2 separate regions of the Mus musculus genome follow, and region 1 is linked to region 2. A link is a contact called in public Hi-C data. All regions are on one chromosome and are shown on one strand. The core of a region is the stretch at or near the end of the contact, and the rest is flanking DNA. Distances in the headings are between cores, read along the strand shown. Region 1 overlaps Gm29863 (a long non-coding RNA gene). Region 2 has its middle 31 kb from the start of Gm36860.

Region 1 (3,921 bases), core at 1,370-3,869, 90 kb before region 2:
GACCCCATCCTTTGTTTCAGCTGGATTATGTAGGCAGTCTAGTCTTCTAAGTTCCTGTGGGAACTTGCATGCGCAATCAAGGCAAATGACTCCACCAAGGTCGATAAAGCCTATTGTGACAAGCACTCAAGGTCTGTTCAGCCTTCTCAAGGCTGGGAAGGCCACAAATTTCTACTCAACCCATACATTGGGCTGTATCTTTATAGCCTCAGGTGTTAGTAAAGTGTCCTTTTACATGCTCTTTGCTCTTCGTGTGTGTGTTCACAGAGGTGTGTGTGTGTGTGTGTGTGTACAGAGAAGGATGTAATAGCTGTTCCCATGACCTTATTTCCCATGTTTTTTTGTTTTGTTTTTGTAAGTATAGCCTTTAATGGCTGATTGATCTCTGCAGCCCTAATATTTCCACCACCCACCCTCATATGTGTGTGTGTGTCCAAGAGCTTTCATGTGGAAGTCACAAAACACCTTGGAGGAATCAACTCCCTCCTCCCACCATGTAATTTCCAGGAATTCAGTCTGTCAGACTCGGAGACAAGCCCTTTTACCCTCTGAACCATCTCGGTGGCTCCCAAACTGTCCTCGAGTTACCATAGTTTGTAATGAAACAAAAAGGACAGCAACATGAGTCAACTGCTTACCATTTGTGCCTAATTACCATACAGTGAAAAAATTAGTCCAAACACATTGTGTGACGTTTATTGATCACAACAGTGGCCTGTACCACAGGGCTAGACTTCATGGCTGGTTACACATGTAAAATGGTTGTCTGCTCACAACTTAAAGACATCAGAGGAAACACTGGTATTAGAGACATGGTAAATAATCTAATGCATTGATTTCCTGTAGTCCTGAATGGGTAAAGCTGTGCTTGCTACTTCTATATACCTATCCTCTTTATCTCCACAACGCTCTCTCGGAGGGAGAGACAGTGGGAAGAAAGGCGAAGGAGCATGAAGACAAAAATGTGATTTGTATAAACAAGACAAATCCATTACACTCTCCATATTACACACTGGACACATTCGAAGTTCAAAGAACAGAAACTAGATTCAGAGGTAATGCAACAAATCCCACACCGCTGTCGGAGTGGTAGCACTCCTGGAGGAAAAGCCAGGAGCGGTGAAGGGTGGATTTTAGCATGTCTTGCGCATGCTTATTTATGGTGCAGCACTTCACTGGGTGACACTTCACAGGCTGCACACTGGCGAGCTGGAGAGCTTTGAAGAAAAATAATGAGCTGAGAGGTTCATGACATGCTATTAAGAAGTTTGTGATTGGACTTGGGAAATCAGATGGATCTCCAAGGAAAAGGGACCATATCTGAACCATTGCATTTAGAATATTTTTGAGTCCCGGAGCAGCTATTTATGAGAAGGGAGAGTTGTTTTTTGTCTCAATTCCAGGTTCTGACTTATGTGTAGTGAAGAAGCCGCTTTGCACAGCAGACCTGAAGTCCCTGAAATATCCATGACGTCACCTTTTTTCTACTGATCTCCCTTTGACTGCACAGAGGCATGCTATTAGCTTTGTGCTGTTTGAGCTAAATTCTCCCACATGTAGCTAGCAATCCAGCCAAAACAATGTCAGCAGGAAATTTCACACTGGATGCTCAAGGTAGTCCCAGCTCAGGGAGATGGAAAGATCAGGTTCGGATGCTTGGTTTTGCTAAGGATCAGGACAGAAAGAAAAGGCATCCAAGGTGGGATGCAGGGCTGCCTAGAATATGCAGCTTCCTGTCTTCCAGGCAGTGAGTGGTACACTGTCACCCTGTATTCCCAGGGCTTATGTGACATATGTGAATACAGAAAGCACTCAGCTCCATTTCTGGTGGTGAACCTAGGAGACCTTGCTCCTAAATGACAGAGGAGCCATTTTAAGATATGATATCATAAAAGATAATAATATCTGAAAGGGGGAAATGCATGCACCCAGGGTAACACATAAGTAGGCGAGCACAGGATGAATTTGTGGTTAAACCATTTATTCCATTGCAGATGACAATTTAACTCTTTGGAGCCCAGAGTTCCCCCTATGCTCATGCGTCGTGAAGAGATGATTACGTAATCTGCACTGCAGGTTGAATTGGGAACATCTGGGGACAGTTGTAGGGAGCTAGCCATGATCCTGAAGCTCAGACTAAGATCACTGGCCTCCAGTTCTCTCTGCCAGCCCCATGGTAACAGGAAGGCATAACCCTTGCCCCCAGATCTATTGAACCGAGCAAACAGTGGGGCTGAGCACTCGCATTGTGAACGACTATTTGGAGAAAAGATGGGGTGGGGATTGAAATGTTCTGCTAATCAAAGGCACCAACTGTTGCTGCTTCTCCGGCTTTCTTCAGAAACATCACACGGGTGATGGTACGTTTTTTTCAAGCCTGCGCCAGCCCAGCTCTAAAATGGAAAAGTATTCGTTTCATATGAGCAAATGTTTTCTTCTTTTTTGCTTCTCTCTCTCTCTCTCTCTCTCTCTCTCTCTCTCTCTCTCTCTCTCTCTCCCTTCCTCTCTCCCTCCCTCTCTCTCTCCCTCTCTCTCTCCCTCTCTCTCTCCCCACTGTGGGAAAACGAACTTACTTTCAGTTACGCCTGACATCTGACCACTATACTGATCACGAGGACACTGTGGTAAACCACAGGCCCACTTGAAAATATCTCTCTTAGGCACAGTTCCTGTGCTTTAGAGGGCACCATCCCTGGCTTTTGGTTGTGGCCCTGACTCTCGGCTCTGGCGTCCTCCATAGGAGTTCCATTTTCTCTTTCTTCCTCTACTGACAATGAGTGGTCTCATCCCCACATCTTCCAAATGAGCCAATTCACAAAATAAGTAAAATGTAAAAATGGTGCCTTTTTTTTTCCTATCCAAAGCCTCAAACAGAGCTCTGACTGTACACTGCACCCTTCTAAAAATGAAACAAGGCATGAAAACTTAAAGATAGGCTCAGGAGAAGGCTTGGTGGGTAGGAACACTTATTTCCTGAATGTGAGGATCTGAGTTCAGATCTCCAGCACACACATAAAAAACTGAATGTACCCAAGTGGGCCTGTAATTCCAGCACTGAGGCAGGGAAGACAGAGACAAGAGAGAGAATTACAGTGGCTTTTTAGCCCACGGCCTAGGCAAAAAACAAAATCGGCACTGGTTCAGTGAGAGAGTCTACTTCAGGGGTATAAGGCAGTCAGCAATAGAGGGAGATGCATGTATGCACAGATGCAAGCAAGTGAGTGTGTGTGTGTGTGTGTGTGTGTGTGTGTGTGTTTGTACCCGCACACACTTACAAGGCGGTAGAGGGTGGGTGGTGGTATCTTGATTAATAATGAGATGACCAGCCAGGATTTATTCATACTCCTTCTGTCTGAATCATCTTGTTTCTTGTAGCTGTTTTACACTTCCAGGATCTTGCCATCTGCCCACTCTACAGAAATACAGGAAAGCATTTTAAAAACAATGGCTTGGGGGGGGGGGGAGATCTGGGGATCCGAAAACCTATCTTTCTTTCTTTCACCCCACTGCTTACTGCTGCTTTCCTGAGAATGCAGTGCTGTTCCTGCTGCACCGGACTTGCCTCTTAACAACCTTCCTTCTGCCCCTCACAGCTCACATCTGGAGCCTGAGGAGAAAGAACAGATGTGGCTGCCCCCTTGCCTAAGTGGGAGGGGGGAGGACACCCTGGGTAGTTTGTCCTGCTTGGATCTAATATGTGTCACTGGAATATAGGTCAGCATTTTGATGGATAGGTTGAAACAGGCCAGAGGCAAAGATACCCCCGGGTTCACCCCACTCCACTCTACTGTCTTCTCCCCCAAAGCAAGTTAAGCCCCCAATGGCCTCAAGAGACATGCACAGCAGATGGAGCTGGTCTTCATGTCTTTACATTCTGCACACTAATTCTGTAGAAATCTAGAGCTAAGCTAAGGCTTTATC
Region 2 (3,816 bases), core at 400-2,899:
CTTTTAGCAGTCGCAATGTTGGCAATCCAGGCCTGCTAAGGAGGGTCTAGCTTCCTCACCATAGACGATCATGTTTAAGTCCAAGGTAACTACATCATTTCTTGCATTATTTATTCCCAGGGAAAATGGGCAGACTGGCAGGAAAATGCATGTTCTTTTCCTTTAAGGTGTAAGCTGAAAATAATAGGTGTCGTGTTTTACAATTTCTTGAGTTATCTAAACTTACATGTTCACATGTACCTGAACAGCAACCTTCCCATAAAGAGTTGAACTGAACACTTCTTTCATGGGTAGAGAAAAAAATTAATGATTGGCAATTGCTCTTCTGTAAAAATTCCTCTTCCTTTAGCTAATGCATGATCTCCCAAGTCACTAATTCCTCAACTCCAACGTGAAACTCCATCAGCTCCTAGGAGCCAGCAAACTCAAGGACATTCACATCTCTCTAGAAGGACTTTAACCGGAGCCGTGGCCGTGGAGAGGCAAGATTCCAAAGAAGCTTCAGGCTGAAGAGTGGGCATGTGGTATTGGGAGCCTTTTCCTATCCAACCTCTCACGTGCTGAGGCCTTTGCCAGATCCATCATAAGCTTTCCTTCCACGCTTGTTTTCTTCTCCCTCACACATCTTCCCTTTTTAACCTAAATTCAATGTGAGGTGGGTTTGCCCTCATCTGCCTGTTAGCCCATGCTTGAGGAGGCTCAGTCCCATGATTAGCAGCTTAGCAAGTACCTTTCCTAACTAAAGACAGATACCCACCCTGAAAGGAATTCGGATGGAGCCAATGGCAAAGATGGTATTATCGTGTTTCTTCAGAACACGGTCCAGAAGCCCAGAGAAGGATACCGAAGTTGAGGCCAAATGCCTAAAATCCTAGTAAATGTCGCTTGGCAGAAACTGAGCATGGCAAAGGTAGAGAATTCACAGGAGTTAAATGCTGTCACAAAGTAATTTTTTCAGATTCTTTAGCCTCTAACAAGATAATCTTTCTTATTTGTCTACCACTTTCCACACTAAAGTCTATAGTAAGAATGTCTCCTCGTCCCTATTCATCAACTGTTCATATTATCCTTCCCAATGGCTGTTCTCCACTGTCCATATTTTCTCTCCCTGCATTGACTTAAACTGGACATGTCTGCTAATGCTATTCATTAAAGCCTACAGGATCTATCTGGTGTGTACTTGACAGTCTCAACGGTCTCCATCCGGGTTGCCCAGCATCTGCAGCTCACTACCATCCTTGGGATTTCCAGATGGGACAGATCTCAGATCCCACTAGCATCTTGGCACAAACATGGGGGAATGTAATGTTCCTTTGACGGTTGCTATCTCACTCCAGCCGTTGCGGGGGCTGATGAAAGTCCGATGGCCTCTTACCGTTCACAGCCAGTCTGTAGGTTTGGGTCAGTTCTGTAATGACAGAATGAGCATGGGCTCCTTTTAATAAGAAGTAGACTTTCAGGTTTTGCTTTCATGGAATTGTATGTGAACGCCTCATATGGTCAAAACAAGGAAGTTCTGCACGCCTATATTTAAATGTTGCAAGTAATTCCCATTCGGGCTAACTTCATCCAGATGTGGGTCCTCTGTGCCCATGTAAATTAGATGGCTTTCTTTTTGGCCTTGTCGAGAATCAGCACTCTGACTCACACTAGGGGGAAAAATGGAAAGAATGTGTGGCAATTCCACACGGGACATGCTATTTTAATAGTACACGCTCTGTTGAAGGGAAAACCGGAGCTTTTGTACTGCAAACAACAGCATTTGCATTTCGAGGGGCTAGACACTATTGCTCAGTACCAACCATGTCAACATGGCCTTTCGTCCTGGCTGACAGCTATTCCCGTAGCTGAATTTCTGGTTTGGGTTCTAAGTATTCTTGACTAAGAGCCACATCTGTTCTCTGTCCCCAGCCTCGCTGCAGGGACTTTCTAAAAGGGAATAATTATTTTTGAGATAATGGGCTCTCTGTAGTGCCTACAGCGCTTTCCATTCTATTCTTTCTCTTTCTTTCCCTCCCTCCCTTCTTCTCTCCTTCCATTACTTCCCCCTTCCCTCTCTCACAGTGAGCTTAAGTGAGACAAATGTGGGCACCAAAAACTCAACATCAAAAGCAATCCACGTTGTCTATCATGTTCTTAGCTTTCCTTGGCCCACCTCCTGACTGCTCTTTGAGAAAGTTTGCTCCCTGACAGAATGGAAATAGTCTTCAGTCAGTCTCTACCCAAATGCACCTTCTTTTCATGAGACAGCAGGGAGAAGATCCACAAATGGTAAGAGTGCCTGTCAATGCCAGACATGCATTAGTATTTAATTACTCCACCAGGATGGCATGCTAGCAGCCCCTAGCCCTGCTCCAGTTCTGTTATCCACAAGTCTTGCCCTAGCCCATCTCAGAGTCTGCCTGAGACACAATGTGGGGCATTGTGCATCTGTGCTTATCCCTGGCTGAATGTGTTGATGGGGAATGAAGAACTCATAAGGGAGCATGAGCCACTAATGCACAGTGCCCTAGGATGCTGACCAAGTTCTTGGCACATTCAAAGTGCTCTCTTATCACGGTTGATCCTCTGCCACCATTCTGTGAGGTGGGCAGGGAAAGCCTGCACTATGGTTTCACAGATGAGCAAGATGAAGCAAGAGTGTTAACTTCCCTAAGAGTACATGACTCCTAAGAAGAGGAAAAGAGGAGCTGAATTCCTAGTCTCCAAGCCCATGGTGACTCCTGTGCACCAGAACGCTGCAGCTCAAAAACAAACAGGACCTCAATTCTATATGCTGTATTAATGGCAGCCCAGTCTACTTGTGAGTATCATTCCAATGTGACCATGTGTGTCAAAACCCCCAAGAATGTGCGTGTCCTTTAGACATAGACACTTATCTTAAGAAATTATAACTCAAAAGAATAGCCTGTGTAGAGATATACATACATATATAATGTAAATAAAATATTAGACAGTTCTTCATAGCCAGGACATCATGTTGGCATGTGACATTGACTGCTGGGGACTCAGGAATTGCTGAGATGTTTCAGCAGTAGCTGCAAGACAATGTATGCTGTGTTCATTGCTAAGGTTTAAAATGAGCCAGGTGTGTGCAGAACTGATAAGGTGGTGGAGGTGGCCATGTCTGTGTCAAGGTGTGAAAGAAGCATGTTGAAAACCAAAAGTGTCCCAGGAGGCATCTTACTCAGAAAGAGTAGAAGCCAGACATGTCAAGCTTAGCCTTGGGCAGTGTCTTAGTCAGGGTTTTACTGCTGTGAACAGACACCATGACCAATGCAAGTCTTATAAAAACAACATTTAATTGGGGCTGGCTTACAGGTTCAGAGGTTCAGTCCATTATCATCAAGGTGGGAGTATGGCAGTATCCAGGCAGGCATGGCGCAGGCAGACTTGAGAGTTCTATGTCTTCATCCAAAGGCTGCTAGTGGAAGACTGACTTCCAGGCAACTGGGGTGAGAGTCTTAAGCCCACACCCACAGTGACACACCTACTCCAACCAGGTCACACCTATACCAACAAGGCCACACCTCCAAATGGTGCCACTCCCTGGTCCAAGAATATACAAACCACCACAAGCAGGTAGAAGGATTCTAAGGCAGAACAAAGGTGATTATCTGGAACTGGTCACAACCCCAACTCTAGAGGCATGCATAAGGAAGAAGGAGAGATGGGCAGGGAAACTAATAGACTTGTCTCAGGAACTCTACAATAGTCTGGGCCCCAAGGAACCCTTGTCAAGAAGGCAAGTCATATGGAGGAAAGGACTATTTTCATTTTGAGATTATACTTCATAGCTCTGGTCCATGTGTAGCC

What was found. Hi-C and Micro-C count contacts between places; a contact is called where the count stands out from the background.
Region 1: a Hi-C map of muscle stem cells shows a contact between it and region 2, with 1.8 times the contacts expected there. A contact is called at or near these places in 4 of 484 Hi-C or Micro-C datasets (the G1E-ER4 cell line, the HPC-7 cell line, muscle stem cells and 1 more) and 4 of 130 datasets of targeted methods (CD8 T cells, embryonic fibroblasts, embryonic stem cells and 1 more).

What each region holds. Positions count from the first base shown.
Region 1 is chr19:33,100,224-33,104,144 of GRCm38.p6, reverse strand. It overlaps Gm29863 (a long non-coding RNA gene), which reads right to left. Exons shown (of 5, transcript XR_386659.2): 4 at 3,276-3,412; 5 at 1,984-2,393. Among named protein-coding and RNA genes, the nearest start is that of Gm29863, 16 kb to the right of the region's middle.
Region 2 is chr19:33,009,029-33,012,844 of GRCm38.p6, reverse strand. No RefSeq gene overlaps it. Among named protein-coding and RNA genes, the nearest start is that of Gm36860, 31 kb to the right of the region's middle.